3 separate regions of the Anas platyrhynchos genome follow, and all the other regions are linked to region 1. Evidence: chromatin contacts called from public Hi-C data. All regions are on one chromosome and are shown on one strand. Each heading gives the region's core, a stretch centred on a gene start, on an enhancer-like site or on the middle of the called end of the contact. The rest is flanking DNA. Distances are from core to core; before and after follow the strand shown.

The links. Hi-C and Micro-C count contacts between places; a contact is called where the count stands out from the background.
Region 2: a contact with region 1 is called in a Hi-C map of F1 follicle, with 7 times the contacts expected there. The contact joins two enhancer-like sites. A contact is called at or near these places in 4 of 8 Hi-C or Micro-C datasets (F1 follicle, skeletal muscle and subcutaneous adipose tissue).
Region 3: a contact with region 1 is called in a Hi-C map of subcutaneous adipose tissue, with 3 times the contacts expected there. The contact joins two enhancer-like sites. A contact is called at or near these places in 3 of 8 Hi-C or Micro-C datasets (F1 follicle, liver and subcutaneous adipose tissue).

What each region holds. Positions count from the first base shown.
Region 1 is chr4:52,298,386-52,303,266 of IASCAAS_PekinDuck_T2T, forward strand. The region is part of intron 5 of SCFD2 (sec1 family domain containing 2); the gene reads left to right. Among named protein-coding and RNA genes, the nearest start is that of RASL11B, 42 kb to the right of the region's middle. Within about 2 kb of position 1,591, at least 1 of the 8 cell types and tissues checked has an H3K27ac peak or open chromatin away from gene starts, as enhancers often do. A contact at or near this core is called in F1 follicle, where this site is marked.
Region 2 is chr4:52,453,981-52,458,849 of IASCAAS_PekinDuck_T2T, forward strand. The region is part of intron 3 of LOC110351679 (a long non-coding RNA gene); the gene reads right to left. Among named protein-coding and RNA genes, the nearest start is that of USP46, 78 kb to the left of the region's middle. Within about 2 kb of position 3,456, at least 2 of the 8 cell types and tissues checked have an H3K27ac peak or open chromatin away from gene starts, as enhancers often do. A contact at or near this core is called in F1 follicle, where this site is marked.
Region 3 is chr4:52,495,370-52,499,984 of IASCAAS_PekinDuck_T2T, forward strand. The region is part of intron 2 of LOC110351679 (a long non-coding RNA gene); the gene reads right to left. Among named protein-coding and RNA genes, the nearest start is that of SPATA18, 65 kb to the right of the region's middle. Within about 2 kb of position 2,637, at least 1 of the 8 cell types and tissues checked has an H3K27ac peak or open chromatin away from gene starts, as enhancers often do.

The DNA.
Region 1 (4,881 bases), core at 341-2,840:
TTTCATTCAGTTAGAAGCTGTGAAGTCTGACTTGGTGTGATGCAGCATAGAGAACAAGGGCTGGTAGATCAAAAAGCAGGCATAACAGCACGCAGCAAAAGTAGCAAAGCTAGATTCAAAATTCCTGGATATTTTCATCTCCCATTTATTTAGGCATCTTGGCAGGCACGACACAATCCTCTCAGATGGTTTCTGGTTAGTTCAGCACATCTCTGCCTTAAATCCTCTCCTGGAGTGCAAGTCGCACTGCCTGCAAAAGCTCTGTGAAGGAGAACTAATCAACTGCGAGCTCCCCCGGGGCTGTGACCTCTGTCAACAAGCTGTTTATGATTCCCAGGATGGATTCAAATGGATACCAGTTCTTCCTCCGCTGTGAGAAGCTGTTGACATGGTTGCAGCTGATTAAAAAAAAATCCCTCCGTCTTATGAGAGAGTAAAAGTGAGGCACTGCTTTATGCGGGGACCCTTCAGGTCAACACCTCGCTCTCTGAATGAAGGCGTTGAGGCCAACGTAGCCGGGGACATGCTGGCAGTGCCTGCCCCGACCTGGGGTAATCTGGTAGATTTTCTGCAACCAGGACAGACAGACAGACATGCAGAATGGTTTCTCTCTCCGTTTCAGCATGGAGAGCGATATGATAAACGTATGCTGCTTTTTTTGCAAAGGAAGGAAGGGAATGGACCAAGCAGGGGAAGGCTGGGGAGGTTTTCTTGCTGCTTTCCTGAGCAGGATGTCTTTCCCAAGACAGCAGAGGTCACTGTGCTCATTGGGAAGAAAGCGGTGAAACTGCGAGGCACGACGGCTATTTCAGAGCTCAGTTAACAAAGTCAGTGCCTGTCTTCCTCCAGAAAGAAACTGCTAATTCAGATTAGCTATCCTATATTAAAAATCAGCCTCATTTGGCCAGCAATGAATGCAAAATCTGCATTTAAGAAAAACTTTGAATTCGCACCTCCACTAACCTGAAGAAGGTGTTTAAAGGGATTTGAGGTTGGGGGCCCCACAAACTGATCCATGTGGCCTGGAGGACAGGAGGGAGTGCAACAGCAGCCTGTCTATGGGCAGGGTTTGGTCTTCTTACTACAGTACCAGAAAGGGTTTTAATGGCAAGTGCCATTTGCAAGGAAACCCCGGGAGGTTTTATTATTGTGTGTGTTTCTCAGGCAAGGAGCACCGTGGTGAGCGTGAGGGATTTGATGGCATGCCCTGAGTGTCGATGGTGGTGTGCCGGTGCCCATGCAGCCCTCAGGCAGACCCTTTCAAATGTGATATGTCAGAACTGAGGGTGGTGTAACACAGGAAAAAAAATGGGGAAAAAAAAAAAAAAATTGAAAATGGGATAAGCTTGTTTTTTCAGTCGAGCATTTTCTCCTTGGTCCTTGGCATGCTCCGTGCTGTAATAGCTGCTGTGTGTGTTTTCAGGTTCTGTCCCTTCTTGTCATTGCAAAATCAAATCTAAGTCCATTTTGACAGCTGACAATGAAACCTAATGTTTTCCTGCTTTATAGGAAGAAATACCGAGCTGTTTTTTGCTTGCTTGTCCAACTGCTGATTTTCTGCCTCATAGCAGAGGCTGAGAACTGAGCAGGAGAGGGCAGCAGAGGAGTGTGTGAGCACCCGGCGGCCTGGGCAGGACATTTCAGCAGGAGCAGGGCACTTGGAAGCACAGAATTTCACAGAATTTCTAGGTTGGAAGAGACCTCAAGATCATCGAGTCCAACCTCTAACCTAACACTAACAGTCCCCACTAAACCATATCCCTAAGCTCTACATCTAAACGTCTTTTGAAGACTTCCAGGGATGGTGACTCCACCACCTCCCTGGGCAGCCCATTCCAGTGCCTCACAACCCTTTCAGTAAAGAAGTTCTTCCTAACATCTAACCTAAAACTCCCCTGGCGTAACTTTAGCCCATTCCCCCTCGTCCTGTCACCAGGCACGTGGGAGAACAGGCCAACCCCCACCTCACTACAGCCTCCTTTAAGGTATCTGTAGAGAGAGATAAGGTCGCCCCTGAGCCTGCTCTTCTCCAGGCTGAACAAGCCCAGCTCCTTCAGCCGCTCCTCATAGGACTTGCTCTCCAGGCCCCTCACCAGTTTCGTCGCCCTTCTTTGGACCCGCTCAAGCACCTCGATGTCCTTCTTGTAGCGAGGGGCCCAAAACTGAACACAGTACTCGAGGTGCGGCCTCACCAGAGCCAAGTACATCGCAGTGTTTGAAAGCACATCGCTTTGGAATCGCTTCACATTGGAAGCACATCGCAGCAAGACGGAAGCCCTTAAAACTCCGTTTGGTTTTTCCAAATAAACGTTTTTGTTTCACAGGCACACTGCAAATGAAATTCAGGATTGTTTAGTGGCTAAAACTCAAGAATGCTGTTATTGATGTTGACACACGGGTTTTATTTATTGTGATAACGAGAGGACCACTGATGTCGGCACAGCCAAAAGCGAGGTAGCAACTTTTGTTCCATCTGAGGCTAAAAGGGAATATTGGCTATGTGTATTCAGGTATCTTTCCTGATCTGCAGTGTAATCAGTCTTCCATGGGTTTATATCCTTGGATTTGTGGTTGAGCAGGGGGAATGTGCCCAGGCACAGTTTAATTCGGAGGCAATCAAAGCACGTAACATGAAATGAGGAGCGCCAGGTTTGCCCTCTGCCACAGGACAGCAACTGAGCCTTTTCAAGCAGTTCTTCTGTAGAACAATGGCGTTGAAATGGCTCTGTAATCACGCACGGCTCAATGAGCACGTCAATGGGCGCCCTGTGTCTCTGTGCACTCTGCCATCCTAATCACCCCCGCCTGCTCCTGCAGGGGGTCCCCTCTGAGCTCTGCCCTTCTCTGCCTCCCCACCAAAGCAAGCTCTTACAGGTTAACTTGTGTCTGTAGGAAGATGAAGAAGGTGGCCTTCCAGACAGGAGGAAATCCTTCTTTTCTCTCCAAAAGCATAGAAACACAACTTAAGCACAGGGCCAATTCACTGGTGGGAGCGGGAGTTCGGCAGCCTGGTCTCCTGGCACAGAAGACACACTGGACCGGAGTAAGGCAAATTGGTCAGCTATTGGCAAATTGGAAGCATCCGTGCTACGGGCTCTTGTTTGTCTTCTGAGATTGACTCGGGTGATGCAATTTTCCTAGAAATTCCTGTGTTTCTTGTACTATCGAGCACTGCGTTTGCACAACTCAGAAAGATGCAATTAGCTTGTTACTAACCTGGTTTCAAGAGCCTATAAAAAAAGACTAGATCATTATTTATGGTAAAACAGATCTTGTAGGGGCCACTGTGCCCCTAGATGCTGTCCAAGCAGTTGTCAGTACAAGCTCGAGAGAAACTTCTGCTCCTTCAAACCCTTTAACATCTGTACAGGAGGCAGCATGAGGGTTCATCTTAGCTTGTCATGCCTCTACCCTGCTAATTATGAACCCCCAAGGTCACGGATGTAACGTAGAGAAGGACTGTACCGAACCAGCAAACAGACCATTAAAAAAGACCCTACTGAGCACTAGCTGCTGCATTTGTGTTGCAGCCATGGTATGGTCAACTGATGTAGGGCTTTTCCATTCACACAGCTGAATGAAGCTTCCCCATACAGTATGTGTGTGGAAAGAAACAGTAGGCAAAGGAATTTGTCTATTTGTCTTGTTTTGTTTTTTGTTTTTGTTTGTTTGTTTTTGTTTTTTTTCTTTTGGTTTTGGGTTTTTTTTTTTGTTTTTTTTTTGTGTGTGTTTTTTTATTTGTTTTTAAGGGGAGATGTAGAGAAGAGCTTAATTAAACAGCAAAGTAATAGGATCTGTTTAAAGACTGACCTTTATTGGTTAGTCCTTGAGCAAAACTCCGCTTTGCGTTGTGCATGCTTATGGAAAGTGGGTGACCTAGACTCACTCAGTTTCTTTTTTTTTTTCTTTCATTCTGTCTTTTTCCTTTCAGAGCCATCCTCTCAGTATCTTCCCTTTCTTGTCCTAGCAGTTCTGAAATATTTACTTCCACCCCATTATCTTTTATGGTACTTAGCAGCACTGTCATTTGTTATTTTTAGAGCTTTTCAAACAGCAGACGGTTTCACTGCAGTTTTGCGTGTCTTTGCTGCCTACTAATGTTACTTTAATTTTTTTAAATCACGTAGGTCTGTGTGTATATCATGGGACTTGCTATCTGAGCAAATTAACTTTCTGTTTCCCTTCTGCTTATTCTCCATGCCCACAGTTGGTGCTGAGGTTCTAATTCTGGCCCTGTCATCTGAATTAATTGTTGGGGGGCAATTTTGGTTTCGTTTCATCAGAAGGAGTTTGATTTGCACACTCCAGGCTTTCTCTGCAGTGCAAAAGGAAGCACAGTGAATGAGCAAGAGGAAGACTCTCTTTGAAACTCCAAATCCAACCTAAACCCAACATAGATGCATCTGCTGGGACTTAAATGCTTACACCATAAAGGTACTTTAGAGAGTCAGAATTACTTCACAACTTCTCTACAGGCATTTTTGAATAGAACACATGGAGTAATTGGCTCTAAGTGTGGTCGTGCATGGGTAACTGGAGTGACAGCAACACCAAATGCCTGTTCTATCTCAGCTGTTTTTTTGTGGGATTTTTTTAAACAGTCTTCAGATCTGTTAGATGTTCTTAGGCTTGGGATTTGAACAGCACGGTTAGTTTTTTAGAACAGAGTTTGTTTTATATGAAGTTTTCTGTCTAAGATGACAGAGATGGTAGATATCAATGTATTAGAAACAGATATTGTGTGTTTTGTATGTCTACATGCCAAAAGCCTTGTCCTCATTTGATTTCTAAATTGTTCAGACTCAAGTGTTGTGAATCTACGCTCAGATCCCAAATGCTCTACCCAAGTGGATTTATAAGCACAAAGAAGTCAGCTTGCAC
Region 2 (4,869 bases), core at 2,206-4,705, 160 kb after region 1:
GTCTGATAACATAAAGCCATTAAGGAATTGAAATGTTGCCCTGGTAAAGCATTATTCAAGTATTTTGTGCTTGATTTTAAACAAAAGCAGGCTGAAATGTAGCATAAAGTTGTTAGCCCATGCGCAAAATCCTTTATACTTGAAACAGAGCCATTAAGATGTGGTTGTGATGATAAAGTTGCATCTTCATCCCCAAAGCTTTTTAGTAGGATTCAGTTATTTTCCAAACAAATTCTCCAGAACAGTTCTATTTATACAATTCCCAATGTACTCAGCAGCGCTGTATCTAGGCACCACTAAGAAAAATAAATCTAGGAGAGTTAATTCATTTTTCTTAGGTAAGTGGTTACAAGGAGAATGAGTTTCTCTGACAAATATTTGGAAATTTCTGCTCTCTTGATGTTAACATACTGCAGGAAAAAGAAGCACTGAGGCAGTCTTATTGCAGAAATCAACTTAACTCACTAGGAGACAGATTATAGCTTTGGAAAAAACACACTGGCTGGTCTGGTGAAGTCAGCATAACGAAAGAGGCTTTCAACCTTGCTGAGAAAGGAGGGATTAATAGTGAATTTTGACCTGGCTTTCTGGGATGCTGATTGACACCTACAAGATACACTGGCCACTTCTGGAAACAGACCCAGGGAAGGTGGTGGGAGGAAAGAGGAAAGGAGTTGCTAAATAAATGTCAGCTGCGGGCAGGGTCAATAGGAAGGAAAGCTCCATCACAGCTTTGCAGAGCCTACCTGTGGTGCAGCCTGACCCTTCCTGCTACTGCAGCACTGCTCTTAGTAACTGGTCCAGTATGTCTGGTGACAGCATCCACCACAAGGAAGACAACCAAATTTTGGGAGGAGACACAAAGGTCTGGGTATTTACATGTCTCTGGTTCCTGAGGTGTAGATGAGGGAGGCGTTTTGGTAGGAAATCAATCACTGTGAAATCCCAGGTGGGGGAAAAGATTTTTATTTTTTTTTGTGCTAAGGGGTATTTTGATGTCTGGGTGACATGTCCTGGAAATTTACCAAGCAGCAGATCCCTGCCCTAAGTGAGAAGACAAATTTCGGCAAGCAATCTATAATCTGTGCTGTGAACAGTGAGAGAAAGAAACATTTTGTAAGCTGTTAATTGCACGGGATGATGTTACAGTGCTATGCCTAAAGGCAAGGGTATGATGCATTTTCCTCCAGCTCACTAACAAGCACACAGGGGTTTTCACTGTGCAGCGATACACCAGGGAGGGAATAAGGAGGGAAAAATAAGTAAGGAAAATATCTTCAACTGTGAAAGAAGCTAGTCTGGCAAAACTCATCCTGCAGTATATTTCAGGGATTTATACACAATATTAGAACAGATTGAATTCAGTGAAAATTCATCCAGGGCCAGTTTCTCTGTTCAGTAGCAGGAGATGGAATGAAATTTCCATCCGTAGACTCTACTCATGTGTTTTGCTCACCAGATGTGTAATTTAACCTGCACATTTATTCCCAGATTTATGAGAAGCATTCACTACTGTCTGAGATGAAGGAATAAAACTTTCAGTCTGTTACCTGCTTTATGTTAGAACCCTTTAATGGTAGAAATTCTTTTCTAATTTAAAATTACATTTCATTTCCACTACTTACTCTAGATCCCAGAAGACTTTTGAAAATCACAACTACAGTGAATAACGTGAAGTGGAGCATGCCTCCATGATGTGGGGCTTTGGTCAATAAACACTGCAAGTTTGTTTATTTATTTATTTAGATAGATAGATACATGATTTCTCCTTAGAAAACAGAGTGCTTCTAAAATCCACTTAGACCATTATGTAAGGATTTCCAATCAGAGATCTAAGAGATTGGTAATGTGGCTTTGCAGGGTGACTACTGTGCTGGGCGACCTCCCCAGAGCCAGCAGCAGCTCCCTTAGCTTGGGAAGGCTCTTGTCTGCTCCACGATGTCCAACAGTACTGAAAGTAGGGCTAAACTACACAGAAATGTTTGTCACCTAACATTTTATTGCCTTTGTCTCTTGAAGTGAAGATCTGCCCATGGTTTTTGTACAGAGCTCATCACCATGGAGTATAAGCATCAACAGTCTCTGTTAGGAGCCTATTTATAAAATGGTTGTGGTTGCTTTGACTTCAGCATGAAGTCTGCCCTGGATTTTAGGCCCAAATCCCACTCCTATGGAACAAAACAAAAACATCTCTTTCAATCAGAAGACATTTTAGACAGAAATTGGCCCTGCTCCACATTTTACAGTTCATGGGCTGTAGTAGGAGTGCAATCAATTTTAACAAAGAATTTCATTTGATAGTGAAATATAGAATTCTTGTGGAAGATGGTCCAGACTGAAGGTGCTTAAACAAAAAATAAAGAACATTACATAAAAATGTAAAATAGTTTCACTGGATCGAACTGAAGGTCTATCTCACCTGCTGCATGCCCTCAAAACGTGCTCTATCATGCTGACTACTATCATATTAAATGAAAAAGATGGAAACAAGTCTTTATTAAAAACCACAAACTTAAGTAGGAAACCATGTTTAAGAGGAGTGACTTTTTTGTTTATTTGTTTGTTTGTTTTTCATTTTTGGGGACCTCAAAAGTAAAGCCCAATCTCAGAACTCCTGACCCTGCAGAGAGCGATGCCCAGCTGGTGAGCTGAGGTATTGCACAGCTCACACAAAGATTTGGGGATGACCCCCAGGACCCTGGGACCCCAGGATGGGGCTGAGCTCCTTTCGCTGCCCCTGCCTGCCACCAGCCCATGCCAGAGTTTGTCCCCATGTTCAGCAGTGGAGCAGGCTGCCTGACAGCAGCTGTAAAAAATGAAGCATGCAGTACAGCACACTTGTCATTACGTAGACGAGCAATGTTTAGAAGTAGCTGATTTATGAGAAATCGAGCTAGGATGATCTTCTTGGGTTTCGGTGAAACTAGACGAGCCAGCTTTACTCTGCTACATGTTTGTACGACAGCACGCTGTGTCTGCTTACAAAATTAAAAAGAAATTAAAACCACAACCCAATAAAAAGTGCTCTCTTCTTCTGAAACATGCTTTTACTGAAAGTTAAGGTCCTTTTATACTGTTTTTCATATTCTATCTCCTCCTCCATCACCCCCCCCCCCCATGCTTCTCAAGTCCATCTGAACTACTTGCCTTTTTTCTTCAGGCATCTCTGCCCCCCAGGGGAGGAACAGAGGTTGCTAGAAGGCTCCCAGCTCAACTGATCTCCCCATTATACAGGATTGAGTCTCCCAGATTGTCCTGTTGGCATAATAAGTCTCTGTAGCATGAAGATTATGCCAAATTTTGCAAACATTTGCTCAGTGCAGAAATAATTCCTCTGACCAAACAAGCCTAACGATGTGAACAATCGCCTTGTTAGAAATCACACAGTAGCCGTGACCCTTTCTCTTTGTCCTTCAGCACAATACATTTTCCAAACATGCATTTCCTTTCAGAGATTTGTGGAGTACAGGAGAGAAGGACTGCAACTCAGCAGCTCCCCTGACTGTGTAAGAAATCACTTACTCAGAGTTAAGCAAGTGGCACACTTTGCTGCCTGCTGAATGCTAACCATAGCTAATTTCAGATTTTTATAGCTCTTCAACATGAGCATGATAAAATGCCATATGGCGCTCTTGTTAACCAGGCAGAGTGTCCTAAATCAGCATGATTTCCTTTCAGGCCTGCTTGGAGAGGCCTGGATGGCAAGGCCAGGTTGCCACTTAGCCTGTGACTGGGCAGCTCACCCTGCTGGGGCTGATGCAACCATTGCAGCGAGGGAACAAATATCAAAAACTGGGACATGACCCAGTTCATGAAACCATCTTCTCTGTCTCTTGCTGCCCTCTGCTGTCTCAAGCCTGGGCAGTGCAGAGAGGGCTGTGAGCGCCCGGGGAAAAAATATATATATAAAAAAAATCTCCATCTGAAATTGAGCCACACAGACAGGAGAAGCCAGGCACAGGATCTGAAAACCTGACCGCCCTGAAAAAACCCAATGTTTCTCCCGTGTGGGAATTTATTCACACTTAGTTGGTGCGGGACGTCTGATGCTGGGTGTGATGTGTGAGCCACGCAGTGCATAGGCTTGATGCTGTGCAGGGGTCTGGGAAGGAAGACCACACAGGAGCCAAGGGGCCTGCAGTCTCTTGGCAGTTTGTATAAAATCCTACATCGCAATTGTAACTGTTTCAAAGGGTTTTTAGCACAGCAAATATAGATGCATCCAAGAAATATAAGTGAATCCAACAAGCTCAGCCGTATTACTTTCACCCTTAGCAATTGCAATCAAAGGCAATCTGACAACTGCATTCTTTCAGCGTGCTGAATTTCTCGGGTCAGCCACCTCTTTCCAAAAATGCGCTCTTTCTACAGCAACGAAACTTCTATCCAGACCAGAGCTGAATCTTTTAGTGTTATTTCTAAAACACTTTCCAAATGCATTTGTAGACTCAGAGTTCACAAGGGAGTACTCCTGTCCCCTTTATTTCAGGTGACACTTGTCCTCCATGCTCCATTATGAGGAATTTGATGGCTTGCACAAAGAGCTGGGGTACTCCGTAACAAAATGTGGGCTTCTTTGAAGGCTTATTTTGGTGCATGCTCTGTTAGTTGTGTTACAAAGCACCACTGAGCCAACACATTTTGGGGAACATGCAAGTAACACTGGAAGTCTTGGTGTAAATCAAGCTCTAACAAAAGATTATTTTCACCTGTGTATTGATTGTGCCAAGATTTTTCTAAATTAAATACAAACAAGCCATGTTAGATTGGGACTGTAACTCAAGCTACAATATACTTAGGAGACATTTGAGACTCTCCCCAAAAGACTGCCCACTGTACTTCCTCAACCACACATCTTTCCTCCCAGCA
Region 3 (4,615 bases), core at 1,387-3,886, 200 kb after region 1:
GGGAGAATTACCAATTTCAGGACGTGGTTTTGAGGAGCTATTTATTCTCCTGAGCTCAGTTACAGCCAGTCAATGGCTGTCTCCAGGAACATGGTGGAGAAGGTGGTCCCTGCAGATCTGCCCACACACCTCTTGCTTTCTGAGCTTTCACACTTCTCCCCAGCACCAGATTCTCCTAAATGATGTGGCAATTTATGCTGCTAAATCAGGTATTTTATAAGACCACCACAAGAATTACACCCTTTAGCTGAAAGGTCCTTAATATGTGTTGTTGCTGACTCGTAAGCGTGTCAGAATTCTACCAGATTTTAGGTTTTTATCTTAAATGCCTAGCCCTGGAGCCATGCAACATCTAAGAATTTCAGTTTTCATTGGGAAATATAAATCTCTAATCCTCACGATGAAGAATCCTCTTTTCAAAAGTTCAGAAACAGAAAGCAAATTATAACAACCTTTAAAAAGTAATTTTGAATCAATAATAAATACTGGTGCTGATAATATAGAATCTGAAATTAAAACACATGATTCTTTGAAGAATGTTTCCATTTGGCTTTCATCTGTGAAACATATTTATTCCAGTGGAGTGGCAATATATACTTTCTTTTTTTTTAAATAGCCTGTGTTCAACTCCTGTTCCACCTTTTTATGTTACTGCTGGGACATATATACAGCAGTTCATAGACAACAAAGAAGCACAATCATGCAGACAGGAATTCAAGACATCGAGTAAATGAGATGTATCTATACCCGCGTTCCTCAGACTCTGTCTTAATACTGCTCTAATTTTCCTGGCAATATTCCTGCCAAAGGTCACAGTCTGATTCGTAAAGACTGAATGTTGCACAAGTCCCTAGCAAGAATCAAGTGTTTAGAAATATGGAACTGCTTCAGAAGTGTTCATGTTTGACAAGACATGCATATTTTTTTTCTTTGGAATGTGTTTTTCTCCCCAAGGGAGGTGCAGGCATTAGCATATAAAATCAATACATTGAGTGTGAACTTTTGTGCTGTTTCCAAAGGGGATTTTAATGCCTGTAAAGTATTCAGATACATATACGCTTATGCATAAAGCAGTGACCTGCCTGTTTGCATTATATACAGTATTTAAGCAGAATTTTGACAGCTCATTGATGCATTGAATTGCAGCCAGGTATACGAACCGAACTCTGCAGCTGCATCAGCGAAGCAGCAGAACAGTAGCCATGAAGGACAAATTCTCTTCCTAAGACTACATTGTGTTGTAGAGACTAGGGCACAGTTTTAGGTGAACCTGCACATGCTTCACTGTAGTTCTGTAGGAAGTTTTAGGCATTACCATGACAGCCTGTATTGCACATAATAAAAGCCTTCAATTTGCACCAGCTTTACCCTATTGAACCTTAGGATTCATCCTAAGAATTAAGTATGTTCTTGTTTACAGAAACATCATATCTGATGTTTAGTGCATACGTACGAGCACACCAACCACAGCAGCTTTTCTTTCTGCTGAAGCAGAACCAACCCACTCACCTTCCACAAAATTTCTGCTAGATTTCCCTAAAACTCAGAGCCCAGCTCCATAAAAAGAATACAAAGGCACAGAAGCAAAGGATTTGCTGATGAGACTAAAAGCAATTGCCGTTTTCCAGGGTGGCAGAACTCCTGACAAAAAGTCTATTTCCATTTTCCTCGGAGGGAAATGAGAGTGGAGTCTGACCCAACAGCATATTTACTATTTCATGCAAACAAAAATAAACTCCGATGTCTAATTGTTTTCCTTGGGCCCTGTCCAAAGCGTTATGCAAGTGCATAAACAGTGAACAAACCCCCCTCAGCTGCATGCTCCTCTCCAGCTGAACCACGTAGTTTTTCTGACATCTAGTGGTGTGTAGCAGTGGGTCTTTTTCTCCAGCACTAACTACGTGTTTAGAACTGAGCTACAGAATTTTGGCAGGATGAGGCCTTCAGAAGAGCAAATTGTATAGGACAAGCTTTGTCTGCCCCAATTCACCCCTGAAGAGCACATCTGCTGCAACAGGTCTTGAGGCTTCATGGAGCACAGCACCAAACCCAGACAATGCAAGGGGTCTTTCTGGGGGCTTTATGAATGTTTTGCTTCCCAATGCGAGCTCTGAGGTGGCTTTCAGGCTTCCCCCCCTTTAAGAGCAGCTGCAGCTGGTCACTCCAAGCTGTACTATTGCTCTGGAGATCTTTTCCTCAGCTGCTGCTGGATGGGTGAGTGGAAGATGCAGATCCTTCCCAGAACTGGCTCTGTGTGAGTTCTGGGCATTCCAGATGCAGAGCGAGCATTGCAAAGAATTCAAGTGGATTTTTGCTTTCTCCTGGAAGCACATCTTAAGGCAGCATCTGGCCACTTCGCAATAGTATAGTTAATTATTCCTTGGGTACTCAAAGCTCAGTAAATGCCCGGACTTTTTAAAAAATGAACTATTGAAATGCAGCCCACTTGAAGTTCTGGGATTAATGCACTGTATCAACAAAAGTTGCATGGGGAATGTGTAAATGACCACAAAGAAATTCTTCTTCTTTAACATTGAGCATCCTGTATTCCACGTGTTTCTCATGGTTTGGACCCAGTCACTTCACCAGGACTACACATACATGAGTGAGTAATGCTGCACTACGTAAAAACTCTGTACTCTGTAAAACAAAACAGCTGGTGCTGAGCACACGATGTCCACACAGCTTCTGGCTTGAGGGGGGTCACCATGGAGAAGCTCAGTTCAGCTGCATGGTCAGGACAGCCACAAGTGGCTGCAGCACAAGCAAAGCTCCCCTGCTGCACACCTTCCAGTTTATCCTTGTCCCAAAGGAACGTACTTCACATGCTCTGAGGCTAAAACACTAATGCAGATGTATCTCAGTTTAGTTTCTCCATGCATGAGCACTTTCCTTCCCTGAGCATCAGTCATCTGCTTGCAGCATGCCAGGAGGCTGAGCCGGCCGTGCTGCTGTGCGCTGCACGCCTGCCCCTGCTCGCACCAGGTACCAGCAGCTGCACAGCCAGCTCATCTCATCCACGTGCTCGTGCGTGCTTCTGCCACGGTATTGACCTGCTCTATAAAATGCTTTCAATTTTACAGATTAAAAAAAAAAAAAAAAAAGTCAGGCTGGAGCTGTAGTTTTCCACCTTAAATACGCATAGATGAAAGTTATCTCTTCCATCAGAAAAAAAAAAAAGTGGATAACGAAAGGCTGAAAGACAAAAGAGTGTGTGAAAGTTCCCAGAAAGATGGCCCTCACTGCATACATGACTGCCAATCAGTAAGATAAATGGTGACTCTGAATTCCCCTGTCTAACCAGAGGAAAAACACAGTCCGGCTTTACATGAAGCTTGTGTCTCCCTGTACTCCTGCAGGTCTGTGGCAGAGCTGGCTCTCTGCCTTTCTAGCCCTCATTCCTTACTTTCTCCCTGCTTTTTTCTACCAGCATTTCGCTGTTGAGCTCTTTCCTTCCTTTACAAAACCAAATGGAGAAGCAATTTCCTCCTCTATCACTGATCATTACTAAGTCTTTTCAGGCAGAATCAAAGATAGATTCTGGTTTTCTTAGCCATAAGCATTCCCTTTGTAGTCAACAGAACTGTTAATGCAAAATATTTCCAAGACATAGAGCTAGAAATAAAAACTTAGCCTTTAAACAAGCTCCTTAATTTTTTCTGATGCCGGCTTATAGTTTCATTCATAACTAATGCTGTTTCGCTTTTGCTTTGCTTTAACACACTAATACTTGACAAATGAATATTACAGTGTGTTTTTTTCCCCTAAGACAATATTCTGCTTGCGTTATTACTTTATTTTAATCTGTAACCCATATGCAAGCGTGGAGTGCCTGACAGACTCCCAACAGTATTTAGGAAGATTTTTCAGAGGAACAATGCTGATGTGAGGCTTGCAACAGGATAGAGCACCAAGAATCACCTCCTTTGTGAAGAGGTGATGATTTAAAGGCTCCATTTTGGCATACTCAAAGCGCAGGAGAGTTCTCATCAGTATTCCAGCCTCCAACAAGATGTACAGATGGTGCAGAGGGAATTACAAAGTTTAGGAATTCAGACAGTGTTGCGCACATGAAATAGAGAACATACAGTACTTCGTGGTGTGCATGAGGAGAAATCTTCCTTCTGAAAGAGACCTGTCACCCTGACAAAGATGTATGGTCTGTATTGCACAAATGTCTGCAACACCACTTAAACACGGGAGATTCAATGACCCCTGTGGTACTTCTGGAGAGAACACTGTCTTACTTTTCTTGCAGGGCCCAATCCTGCTCTGCCTCCTGTCACTGCAAGGCAGAAGCCATTCCCTTAAAACACTCTGTGTTAGAGAGATATTTTCAAAATCTGAGCCACAACACTTTCCTTCTAAACAAAAAGCTGCTAACTGCCAAGCTTGCGGCCCCTCCACTTCAGCATTCTTTCAATGAGAATTGCAGTTATCACTTGGGCTCAGACATCCTCATGGACAATTATAAAGCTCTTTCCCAGCCAGCGCTGCTATCCCAATTCTCAACAGCAAGCAACTAATTTATGCCTGACACTGTGACCAAAGTATCTTACATGCAAACAGGAAAATAAGATCTTCTTCCCACTGTAAAAGCAGCATTGACTATTTC